Regions from separate parts of the Mus musculus genome. Here region 2 is linked to region 1. Evidence: chromatin contacts called from public HiChIP or PLAC-seq data. All regions are on one chromosome and are shown on one strand. The core of a region is the stretch at or near the end of the contact, and the rest is flanking DNA. Distances in the headings are between cores, read along the strand shown.

Region 1 (5,833 bases), core at 1,984-4,483:
CTTCTGCCCTCTACATATACATGTGTGCACATGCACCTGCACACACACACACACACACACACACACACATGCACAGGCACATACACAATTCTATTAATGTTCATGGCATATATATGTGTATGTGTATATATATATGGACATCCACCATCCATATATATATGGATGTGTGTGTGTTTGATATGTATGTATGTACATTTGGCTTTTTCATACATCTTTAGTGCTATTTATGCCTTCTCTCTTCCTCTTCTCTTTATTACCCTCCCTCTCTCTTCCCCAGTTACTCCTCTCGTCTCTGGTTTTTGTTTTCTCCCTTCATAGCTCCTGTGTTATCTTATTCACTTTAGATAGCCTCTGGTCCAGTATTTTATCCTCTCTGGAGCTCCTTTCCCTGTTCCTCTATGGCCCATTTCTGCTTCCCTCGCTTCTGTAGTTAAGGGGCTATATATTCAAATACAGAGACTTGGAGCTAGGATCCACAAGTAAGAGAACAAGGGATGCTTATCTTTCTGGGTTACCTCACTCAGTAAATATATTCTAGTTCCTGAATCTTTAGTTTCTGTTTTCTTTACCGCCAAGTAGTAGCCCATTGTACATGTGTGCCACATTTTCATGTCCATGCATTGGTTGAAGGACACATAGGTTGTTTCTCCATTTCCTAACTCTTGTCACTAGAGTTGCATTGATCATGGCTGAGGGAGCAAGTGTCCGTGAAGTAGGGTTGAGGCCCTTTGCATATATGCCAAGGAGTGCCACAGCTGGGCCTTATGCCAGGTTACTTTCAGCTCTTTGAGAGTTCTCCTCACTGATTCCCACGGTGGCTGCACCAGGTCTCAGGTCTATCAGCAGTGGAGGGGGTTCCCCTTCCCAGCATTCTCTTTAGCATTTGTGTTGTTTGTTTTCTTGATCTTAGATATTATGACTGGGGTAAGATCAAATTTCAAAATAGTTTCCAAATTACATTTTCCTTATTGCTAAGGAGTTAAACACTTAAAGATATATTTTTTAGCCATCTTCTTCTTTTTTTTTTTTTTGAGAACTCTGTCCACCTACGTACACCACTTTTTAATTCAGTAATTTATTTTCTTGATTCTTTGTTGTTTTTTTTTTCTCTGAGTTCTTTATCTATTTTGGATAATAATCTTCTACTGGGTGTATAGATGGCAAGGATTCCCCCCCTCCACTCTGGGGGCTTCCTCCTCACTTGATTGATGGTTTTCTTTGTGTACAGGAGCTTTTAAATTTTATGAGGTCCCATTTGTGAATTGTTGGCCTTAATTCCTGGACAAATGGAATTGTATTTCCTGCACCCATGTCTGTTTTCCCCTAGCAATTCAGCGTTGAGGTCTCTGATCTGCTTGGAATTGATTTGGGGGCAGGGTGATAACTATGGCTCTTTTTCACTATTCTACAGTACGGTCATCCATCCCAGTGTGGGCAGTGCCATCCCTAGACAGGTAGCCCTGGGGTGGATGAGAAAGAAGCTAGCAGGCCTGGAGCGTGGGTAAGCTAGCAAATCCTGAGTCTCCATGTGTTCTGTTTCAGTTCCTACCCTGACTTCCCTCCAAGACTGACCTAGGGAGTAAAAACCAAGTAAAAGCCCTTCACCTCAAGTTGCTTTGGCTAGGAGTTTGTTAACATAGCAACCCAAAGCAAGCTAAAACACACAGTGAAAAGGTGACTACAAACAATTCCCTTGTTTCCTTGTGCCCCAGAGCTACTGTTAAGTGTGTTACACCTGTGGTCTCTTGCTATACTTATTGAGCCTCAAAGTACTATTAACTTAAGTCCCAAGTTAGGGGACTTGAGTTAATAATATCTAGATACATTTACCCTGTACAACTGCAAACCAGCACCCTTCAGTGCACCTCCTTTCCTTCGCTGTCTCTGGGAATTGCCCTTCTCAGCTTCCTGTCTTTATGTATTTGAATTTTTCTTAAGATTTCACACAGAGTGGGGGATGTGGCTCAGTTGGTAGAGGGTTTGTCCAGCATTTGTGAAGCCCTAGGTCTCAATGTCTCACAAAGAGTGGTGTTAAATGCCTGAAATTCCAGCACTTGGAAGGGGGAGGCAGAAGGATCAGGAGTTCAAGATTTTACTGGCCTATATGGTGTTGGAAGCCAGCCTGTGTTACCTGAAACCATCTTTCAAAAAACAAGCAATAGACAACCAACCCAAAGAAGTAATTTTATGACCCAAGGGGACTCAGTTATCTTCTGTCTTTGAAGTGTTAACCCAGGTATGGTGATCCAGACAAGGAAAAGCTGTTGTCAGGATGGGTAGGGACTATACACAGTCTAATTCTTCAGGACAGTAGTGCTTGGCTTACAGTGACTTCCCCAAGTCCCCACTTAGCAATGTCTGCACACACGTTGACTGTTGGGTGCATATGTCCACTCACTTTCTTTCGATTTTCGATTCTAGAGTTACATGGAATTTCTACACTGAAAAGCTCAACCTGAGCATTAGAATCCCTCCACCCGTTTAAGAGGAGGGGTGTGTGTGTGTGAGGGGGGTGAGAGGGGTGAGGGGGGACGGGACCTCTTTGAGAGCCCATGAGCTCCTGCTGTGGTCCTCTAGCTTGTGGAAACAGCTTCCCTTGAAGGACTTGCTTCCCTAACCAGGTATCTAGAACACAGGCACCCCTTTCGCATCCACCTACATTCCCAGCCCCTGGGGAGAGAATGGCTTCGTGACACAACCACCAACTGCGGTATGGAGAGGCAGCGTGCACTATGCACATGAGGAGGCTTGGAGCCAAGCCAGACTTCAAAAATGGTCTTATTAGCCAGGTTGGGGATGACTTCCAGGTAGTAATTCATTGCAAATACCTGGGTATCTTATAACCTAGGCACTACTGGGAGCGCACTTGCAGAGTTTTCAGGGCAAGCCACAGCCCAACCAGTCTTGCAAGGCAGGGCATCTCAGATACAGGAGTTTATAGATGATTGCCTCTCTCCATGGCCGGGAGAGACCTCCGCCTTCCCAGGTGCCACACCTACTCGGTTTGCCGGTCCCAAGAAACCTCAAAGACTGGCCAGGAGAAGGCTGCAAGAGCGAGGGGGTGGGGAGGTGCTGTTCCTTTTCCTGCCACAATCTGTGTTGAGTCAGACCCTGAGGCTGGCTGGGCTGGTTCTGCTGCAGGCTGCTAAGCAGAATGGGCTGTGGTTAATGATTGACCCGTGTGAGACCTCTTCCCTTCCCTTCTGAAAGGCAGTCGGGGAGGCCAGTGCCAGGGACCTGGAAGGGAGAGGAGGATCCGCCGCCAGACAGAGTTCTGCGGCTCTTACTCAGAGTTGAGTAGGGAGGTCAGAGCCTCCTCCGGACTGGTCCCTCCTCACCCGGAGTGACTATCTCCAAACCCCACCGCCACCCACTGCGTCGCCAGGGATTCTAGGGTGAATTATTCCAGGAAGTTACAATGAGAGAGCCGAAAAACTAAGTCACTCCTGGCCAGCCAACCACAGTGACAGAAAAGTGTTGCGCCCACGCTGGTGAGTTGCGGGGCTTCTTTGGGAGGCCGAAGAAAGGGCAGTGGAGACATTTGGGGACCTGGTGGTCTGGGTCTCTCTTCCTCATGGCTTCATCCAGTGGCTCCAACCACATCTGCTCCCGTGTCATCGATCACAGCCATGTTCCTGAATTTGAGGTGGCCACTTGGATCAAAATCACCCTCATCTTGGTGTACCTGATCATCTTTGTGGTAGGCATCTTGGGCAACAGCGTCACCATCAGGGTTACGCAGGTATTGCAGAAGAAGGGCTATTTGCAGAAGGAGGTGACAGATCACATGGTCAGTTTGGCTTGTTCAGATATCTTGGTCTTTTTGATTGGCATGCCCATGGAGTTCTACAGCATCATTTGGAACCCCCTGACCACACCCAGCTATGCTCTGTCCTGTAAGCTCCACACGTTCCTCTTTGAGACGTGCAGCTACGCCACACTGCTGCACGTGCTGACCCTCAGCTTTGAGCGCTACATTGCCATTTGTCATCCCTTCAAGTATAAAGCAGTGTCTGGACCTCGCCAGGTGAAACTGCTGATTGGCTTTGTATGGGTCACCTCCGCCCTGGTGGCACTGCCTTTGCTCTTTGCCATGGGTATCGAGTACCCTCTGGTAAACGTACCCACTCACAAGGGACTCAACTGCAACCTCTCTCGCACCCGCCACCACGATGAACCTGGAAACTCCAATATGTCCATCTGCACGAACCTCTCCAACCGTTGGGAGGTCTTCCAGTCCAGCATCTTTGGGGCCTTTGCTGTTTACCTGGTGGTCCTGGCGTCTGTGGCTTTCATGTGTTGGAATATGATGAAAGTGCTAATGAAGAGCAAGCAGGGCACTCTTGCAGGGACCGGGCCACAGCTCCAGCTGAGGAAGTCAGAGAGTGAGGAGAGCCGGACAGCAAGAAGACAGACCATCATATTCCTGAGTGAGTCTAGGTCGCGGTGGGGAGAGGGGGCTGGGGGGAGGAGGGGGGACGTGGGCCTTCTGGCCCGAGAAGTGAAACCCGGAGTTCACTGAGGCTAAAAAGCAGCAGCTAAATAAAGGTCTTGGTGCTTATTGGGGGGCGGGGAGGGGGGGGCGGGGGAGATGTCTCTTCTTTGTGTTTAGGAAAAATGTGGCCTGTGACATTGAAAGGTCTGGTACATTATTCCTATGACTTCAGGCTATAAACAAAGTATCTTAGATAAAGATACTGGGTGATAAGAGGGACAAATGAAATCACCCAGGTCGAGTGAGAGTTCCTTTGGACAGGGACAAGTCCTTCAGAGATAAAGAGAGATACTGCTATCTTACTGGATCCTTAGGCCAGAGAGCCTTAACTCGGCAGGGAAATTTTGTCCGAATTTGTTTTTCTCCTCTTTGGAAGAAACTGGCTTCTCAGGGATACTTGCTCTTTAGACTGCTATTTCTAGCAGCTGTGATCTACAAGTCTAAAGAAACTGAGCTTTGATCTGCTCACTCTGAGATGTATGTGAGCACTCCCTGCTTAGATTTCTGCTGGGCCATGTACCTTCTTAGTACAGTGAGGCATAGCAGGGATTTCGGTTTATCTGATGAGCTGACCTCGACATTTCTCTACACCCCAACTTCTGATGGAAAGAGAGAAAGAGAGAGAGAAAGGAAGGGAGGGAGGGAGAGAGGGAGGGAGGGAGGGAGGGAGGGAGGGAGGGAGGGAGAGAGAGAGAGAGAGAGAGAGAGAGGCGTTTGCTTCCAAAACTTGGTGGTGATGCAAGTATTTGAAATTAAGGGTCTTCTCTGGGCTTAAGGGGATGAATTCTAGGGAACCAGTTATATATAAGACCCCAAAACCTTCAGAAGAGAGTCATGGGAAGTTGGAGATGGGGCTTGAATGGGAGAGTGCTCGCCTAGCATGCTGGAAGCCCCAAGTGCCTCCACCAGCACTACATGAACTTGGTGTGGTGTCCCATACTCGTAATCCTATCGTTTGAGAGGTAGAAGCAGGAATATCAGAAGTTTAAGGTCATAATTGGCTATATAGTGAATCTGAGGCTACCCTGGGTTCTATGATACCCTAAAACAAAACCAAATACAGAGCAAAACAAGAAATCCTGAATTAAGGGCTAGAGAGATGGCTCCACAGGAAAGAGAACTGCTCTTCCAGCAGACCCTGCTTGGAGTTCCAGCACCCTCGCCTAGTGGCTCAGAGCTACCTGTAACACTTCCAGCTCGGGGGCCATGACTGCCTCTTCTGGACAGCTTAGTCACCTGCCCCTGATATATACACATATGAATAATAATAAAAAAATTTTTAAAGGACAAACCAACCCAAACCAGAAGGGTTTTGTTACTGACCTCTGGGAGCCAGGG
Region 2 (6,500 bases), core at 3,457-5,956, 1.2 Mb after region 1:
TGCCACTCTCTACACAACTTCCTGTTGACTACTAGATCAGTGCAAAAACTAAGAATGAATATTCCCAGACTGGGAAGACAGCTCACAGGTTAAAGCGCTCGCCTCCCAAGTGTGAGGACATGAGTTCTGATCCCTAAAACCAACCTACCTTCCTTCCTTTCTTCCTTTCCTTCCTTCCTTCCTTTTTTTCTTTTTTCTTTTTTTTGGGGGGGGGGCGGTTGAGACTGGGTTTCTTTGTGTAGCCCTGGCTATCCTGCAACTCACTCTGTAGACCAGGCTGGCCTCAAACTCAGAACTCCACCTGCCTCTGCCTCCCAAGTGCTGGCATCAAAGGTGTGTGCCACCACTGTCTGGCATTTAAAATATTTCTGTTGCTGGATTAAAATAATCCACCAGAAAACAAGTTAGGGAAGGAAGTCTCAAAGTTCCAGGGGGGAATTCAGTCTGTCAAGCCTGGGTAGGCATGAAGGCAGGAGCTAAGGTTTGCCTGACAGGAGGCAGAGATCAAATTTCATCCACACGCAGGAAGCAAAGTGAGCAGGAAGTGGGGCCAGGCTATAAGACTTCCATGCCCGCCTCCCCAGTGATGTATTTTCTCCAGCAGCCTCTACCTCCTAGAGGCTCCATAACCTTTGCAAACAGCTTCACCAGCTGAGACCAAGGATTCAAACTAGTGAGTCTATAGGGAAGATTTCATTTTCAAACCACAGCACTGTGTAAAATGCCAGGTGCTATGACAGGAAAAACATCGGAAACATTAGTAACAATAAGACAGGGGACAGAGGTAGGCAGATCCCTGGAAGTTTTCTGTAATGACCAAGTTCCAGGCCAGTGAGAGACTCTGTCTCAAAATTGAAAAGGTAGAAGATGTCTGAGGAACAACATTCAACATTCAGTACCTGGATCCCCTCGCATGTGCACTGTACATGCATGCACTCGTACACTCACACATACATGGACACACGGAGAGAAAGAGGAAGAGGAAGAGGAAGAGGAAGAGATGGAGGAAGAGAGGAAGAGAGAGCAAACTCATTGATTTTACAGAACCACAATATTGAAGCAATATTTGAATCACATTGTATAAAAAATGACCCACCCCTACACATCACAGAATGGAAATTCAAAACAAGACGTATTCTAGCCTACAGGTAGCTCAAGAAGCATGATTCTCTATGCCTAGCCTCTCTGACTTTCCCTGCAAGTAGTATTCTCAGATCTGTGTGACCACAGTGACTCAACTCTGCTGGAACAGCTCAGAGGCAGCCACAGACAATAAGTCAACAAACAGGTGTGGCTGTCTTCCAATAAAACTTTATCCACACAAAAACACAGTGGGCAGGTTTTCGCCTGATTTGTAGCTTGTCAATTCCTGTGCTAAGCTGAGAGAAGGAGGCTGGACTTTGCTTAAAGGCAATCAAACCACCTGCCTGATCAAAGCTCTATCTTTCTCTTTATCCTCCTCGCCACTGTTCAAGGATATTAGTAAAACCTTCGTGTCTTGGTCCCTTCTTCAGAAAGGTGGTTGGAGCTCCTTCCAGCTCCCAGCCATGGCTCTCACATAACAATGCTGGCAGAAGTCCCTGCCCATAGAGAATATGTATCTGTAGAATGCTCATCCATAAATAGGACGTCTATATATCACTCTCTACTCAAAGGCTCATGGACCATCTAAGAAGAAGGATTAAAAAGACTGTCAAAGCCAAAGGTTGGGAAGGGCCAGACCGGAGTTGTCTTCTGGGCATGACAGAACTGCTGTACTCATCAATTTAAAACCACCTTGTTTACCTGCACAAGAGCTGTACAAGATCAAGGTAACCAAGACTCCAGCATGGAGGGATGAAGGACTTGAGTGGCAGATAATGGCTTTTGGGAGAGGGGGAAGACTTGGCATGTCTCTCTCTCTCTCTCTCTCTCTCTCTCTCTCTCTCTGTGTGTGTGTGTGTGTATGTGCATGTGTGTATATGTGTGTGCATGTGCCTATGTGTGTATGTGTGAATGTGTGATGTTGCTGTTGAAAGTGTGGCCCCTGGTAAGCCGGTGTGCACCAGTGGACATCCCCACTTGCATGAGTCTATGGGTAATTCAAACTGAATCTGCTAGCTCACTTTTTAAAAAAGAAAAAGAGCTGGGGGCTAGAGCAGTGGCCCAGTGACTTAGAACACTAGTAGCTAAGAACTCACTTTTGTAGATGGCCCAGATTCTATTCCCAGCACCCACAACGATCCAACTCCAGTTCCAGGGGATCTGAAGCCTTCTTCTGACCTCTGTTGGCCCTGGCATATATGTGGTGCACATACTACATGCAGACAAAACAGGGTTATATACATAAAAATAAATAGAATCTCTTTTTCTAAAGTGGGTGTGAGCCGGGTAGTGGTGGTGCACACCTTTAATCCAAGCACTCGGGGGCAGAGGGAGCAGAGGCAGGCAGATCTCTAAGTCCAAGGCCAGCCTTGTCTATAGAGTGAGTTCCCGGATAACAGAGAAACCGTGTCAAAAAAAAAAAAAAAAAGATATGTGTTTTTGGGAGGAGAGACAGGGCATAAGGGTGAATCTGAAAGGATCCTAAGAGAGGGAGCAGGGGTTCACTCTATGCCTGTATGGGGTACTCAATAAATAATACAAGTATTATTTTTTTAAAAAAAAGATGTACCTGCATATGGAATATATGTCTAAAGTCAGAGTCTCCCAGGAATATATGGCTTTCTCCCCACCTTCCAGGAACCAGCATGGTACCCCTCATTCTGCTCTGGTGAGTAACTCAGAGTCTGGAGAAGCCATTCACTCTCAGGGACCTGCCAACTGAGCCGTAGATTACCTTACCATTCTATTGCCCAAGGTCTTTCTTCCCATGATTCAACACAAAGTTGCATTTGGGTCCATATGGACTTCTGTGTGTGTTTGTTGGGGGTGGAGGGTGGAATCATTGTATGGGACAGGCACAGGTCACACGAAGCCGTGTTTTCCCTCCAAGTTCTGGCACTGCCACAGGCAGGGAAAGTATCTGTGTTCACGAATGTCTCCATTCACCTCTATCATAAACAGAGCTCTATGTGTACATATAGCAAAGTCACTGCCTGCCCACAGGAAACCCAGAGTCCTTTGTTCATGAGAGGATGGACTCTCTCCACTGGGTCCATTCAATGGGTAGAGAGCTGAGTCAGGTTTTTCCCTGAAACTTCTTCTATTCAGTATTTCCTTCATTGACTTTCGCCACTCTTAATGGGTAAAACTTTGCTGTTGCAAGATCCCTTAAAATACCCCTCCTGGGGCCAACCGCTGTTTATCTTGGCAGCAGGTAGCTCCAAAAAATTTGGAAAGTCTCTACTTGGCATGGGCTCTGAGCTACTGGCACGTTAGAGATTAATAAAGCACATTTAGCAGCGCTCAGGTCTCTGCAACACAATCCCTCACCGTGAAACGTGCGAGATTCTTTGTTCACGGCGAACAAAGTCAAAGCCAGAATGAGCCAACCATGACAACCAGAGATAGGAAACAGTCAAGATCCTTGAACATCTTTCATCTGGCAACTGGTGGGTAGGAATTGATGCCCAGTGCTCAATTATACATCTGCTTGGTGTTCTCAGCTGTATGAACTGGGCAGGAGCTTGGGACCCCTGAGCTGGGAGCTGACTGAACAGCAGCGCCAAGATATCAGGGCTGTACCTGTTTCCTTGAAGCCCAAGAAAAGCTTGAACTGAAAGCCCGTGAAGGAACAACTCCAGAAGCAGAAAAAAGAATCAAGATTTACCAAGACATTTCCAAACATTTTGGCTTTTCTTTAGGAAAGCAAAATGCTTAGGTTTGTTTGGATATTAGCGAGGGAGGGAGGGAGGGAGGGAGGGAGGGAGGGAGGGAGGGAGGGAGGGAGGGAGGGAGGGGGAGAGAGAGAGAGAGAGAGAGAGAGAGAGAGAGAGAGAGAGAGAGAGAGAGAGAGAGAGAGAGAGAGAGAGAGAACCAAGTAAACTTTGCTCGATTGTACAGGTGTGGCGCTGGTACCACAGGAAGGAGACAACAGCGACAAGAAATGGGAACTAAAACTCAAACAGGCATTAGACAGCAATTACAGGTTCCGAGGAGGAAGCAATTCACTGTGAAACCCCACACACCTGGATTCTCGCAAAGCAAGCACCGGAAGAAAATAGCAGGGAGCCACACGCGCAAAGGCACCATGGTGAGTGCCAACGCAGCCTGCACGTGCTGAGCGATGCCTGGATGTATTTACACTGAGTGGCTCCTCCTCGGAGTCCTCCAGAAAAATCACGCAGACCTGCAAATCAGAAGTCCAGACCACTGCACTGCTCCTGCTGAGCACAGTAACCTTAATTCTCCACATCAAAGTCCACACGCAGTGGGACAAAAAGCGAAGCAAAGAAAAGTTCTATCCTTACCTAAAAGGCATAGCAGACAGGCCAGCTGGTTGCTCCGCCACCGTTAGCCTGCTCCGGGGTTCTGTCTCATTCCATCCAAAGTCCTAGTGCTACCCAGGAGGGCTCCTGGGGGGTTCTCGGATCTTCCTGTAGGAGTTTTTGATCACTGGCTTGCTTAACAAACACGCCTGTGTTCTGCGGGCGTTTGAATGCAGTACCACACCGGGCACCGAGCCAACACTCAGCTTCCACAGGCAACAAGAGAGAGGAAAAACTCACACCCTCCCAAGCAGGCTTCCCTCCTTGGTGTCTTTTAAGGTGGGGATCCAGGTGTCATCTCTGGTTGGAGGGTAGCGTGAGAGGTAGCTAGCTCCCTTTTCTGACTTCTCCGCTGCCTCGTGGGAGCCCCAAAGTTTGTTTTTCTATCTCACTGCCCCGAAGTTCTCCTCGTGATCGGGATCGCCCGGCTTGCCTTTCCACCAGCTGCACTTTAAATGTATTTTAATTGGCTGGAATGTCGAAAGAATCTATTTGGCAGTCGTTTACATGGGACGCACGCCCAGGGCAGCTGAAAAGAGGCCCCAGAAGCGGACGATTACTTCATCAAAAGCGGCAGTTTGAATAGCACTGACTCCTACTGAACTACAAGGAACGGAGTTCTATAGCCAAGATGGAATAATTAATAATTTGTGGAGAAAATTCTTCATTCATCTAAAAAAAGCCAAAACGAAGGGGGCGGGAATCCCTGCAGGTAGGGGAGTACTTTCTGAAAGGGGTGACTTATTACGGCCCCTGTTCTGCTCTCTACAAACATTGATTTTGTACAGCCTTACAGGAGGGACATATGCATAATTTGGTTTTCCTGAAAAGCTAAATCAAGTAATTTTCACTTTCAAAGAGCCCCTGAGATGCATAGCACTTTTCCACCCTCATTCATTAGCCAGAACCCACACTAGATATTTTCCCGAGTGAAAGACAGTTATTCAAGTTCTTTCTTTCTTGGTGACCTCTCAGCTAGATCCAGCTTCAAATAAATTCTCCGTGAATCCAAATAGATAATCATCAGCGCACAGTGTTTATAAGCCTGATTAGAATTTAAAATATTACAAGTGAAGAAGAGTCTAGGAGATCGCTTGGATGGGTCAGACCATTTGCTAGGCAAGCAATAGGACCTGGGTTCAAATCCTTAGAAGACACATAAAAAGCCGTGTGTGGTTCTGTACACCTCTAATCTCAGTAGGAGGGTAGCTGGGGCTTGCTGGCTGCCCCATGTCACGAGATGAAAGCAGAAAGAGGTACAGGAGAGCTCCCAGCTTCCTTCTCTGGCCTCTGCATATATATATGCATATATATATGGGCATGCATATACTCACACAAGTGCGAGTGTGAACTCTCTCTCACATATACATACAAAAAATGTTACTCAAAAAAATGATAGCTTAGGCAGATTATGACATTAAACAGTAGATAACAAACACTTATGCATAAATGTCTCAAAAAATAGAATAACAAAGCAAACCATAAGTCAGATAAAACAAGAGATAAATGGAAGAGCCTTCACATTTTTTCTAGACTGCTGATTTTCCAGGAGGCTGATTTATTGGTATATCTCAAGTGGGCTTACAGATTAAAAAATCCCAGGCTTTCTGGGTTGCCCTAATGACCTCCCTCCTTCAGAGCACCTGCCTTTAGTGGGGTACCTAGAACGAGGCAAGCACCCCAAGTATTCTTCTCCAATGGAAAATGTGAGCCAGGAAACACTGACACATACATTCATTACTCTGCCTTTCCTTCATGTTAATAAAACTGTCTGTGGTTCTCAACAAGACGGAACATGAGGAAGGGTGATGTATGTGTGCATCGTTCAGGACGATTTGTTGAACTGCTCAGAGGCAAAACCCAGCACACGGGGAAGTTAAAGAGAAGGCTGAAAGAGAGGACTGGGCCAGCCTCATGGATATGCAATCTTCATAGCCCTGTAGAGCCCTGTTCCCTGCAAGGGCTTGTGTGTGTGTTAATGTGCTCTCTTTTAACATCATTCTTATATCACATTTATTTGTTCATATTGTGTGTACACGTAGAGGTCGGAAGACAACTTGAGGATGCCAGTTCCCTCCTCCCACTGTGTGG

What was found. HiChIP or PLAC-seq counts read pairs in DNA pulled down with a chosen protein or histone mark.
Region 2: an H3K4me3 HiChIP or PLAC-seq map of stem cell-derived neural progenitor cells shows a contact between it and region 1, with 6 times the contacts expected there. The contact joins the promoter of Nckap5 here to the promoter of Gpr39 in region 1. A contact is called at or near these places in 9 of 39 promoter capture datasets (the 3T3-L1 cell line, 3T3-L1-derived adipocytes, embryonic stem cells and 4 more), 1 of 115 datasets of contacts at active chromatin or transcription factors (stem cell-derived neural progenitor cells) and 1 of 9 other capture datasets (adipose tissue).

The regions. Positions count from the first base shown.
Region 1 is chr1:125,673,763-125,679,595 of GRCm38.p6, forward strand. Gpr39 (G protein-coupled receptor 39) reads left to right here and starts at 3,234. Exons shown (of 2, transcript NM_027677.2): 1 at 3,234-4,430. The coding sequence starts at 3,575.
Region 2 is chr1:126,825,926-126,832,425 of GRCm38.p6, forward strand. It overlaps Nckap5 (NCK-associated protein 5), which reads right to left and starts at 4,707. Exons shown (of 17, transcript NM_001081756.1): 1 at 4,392-4,707.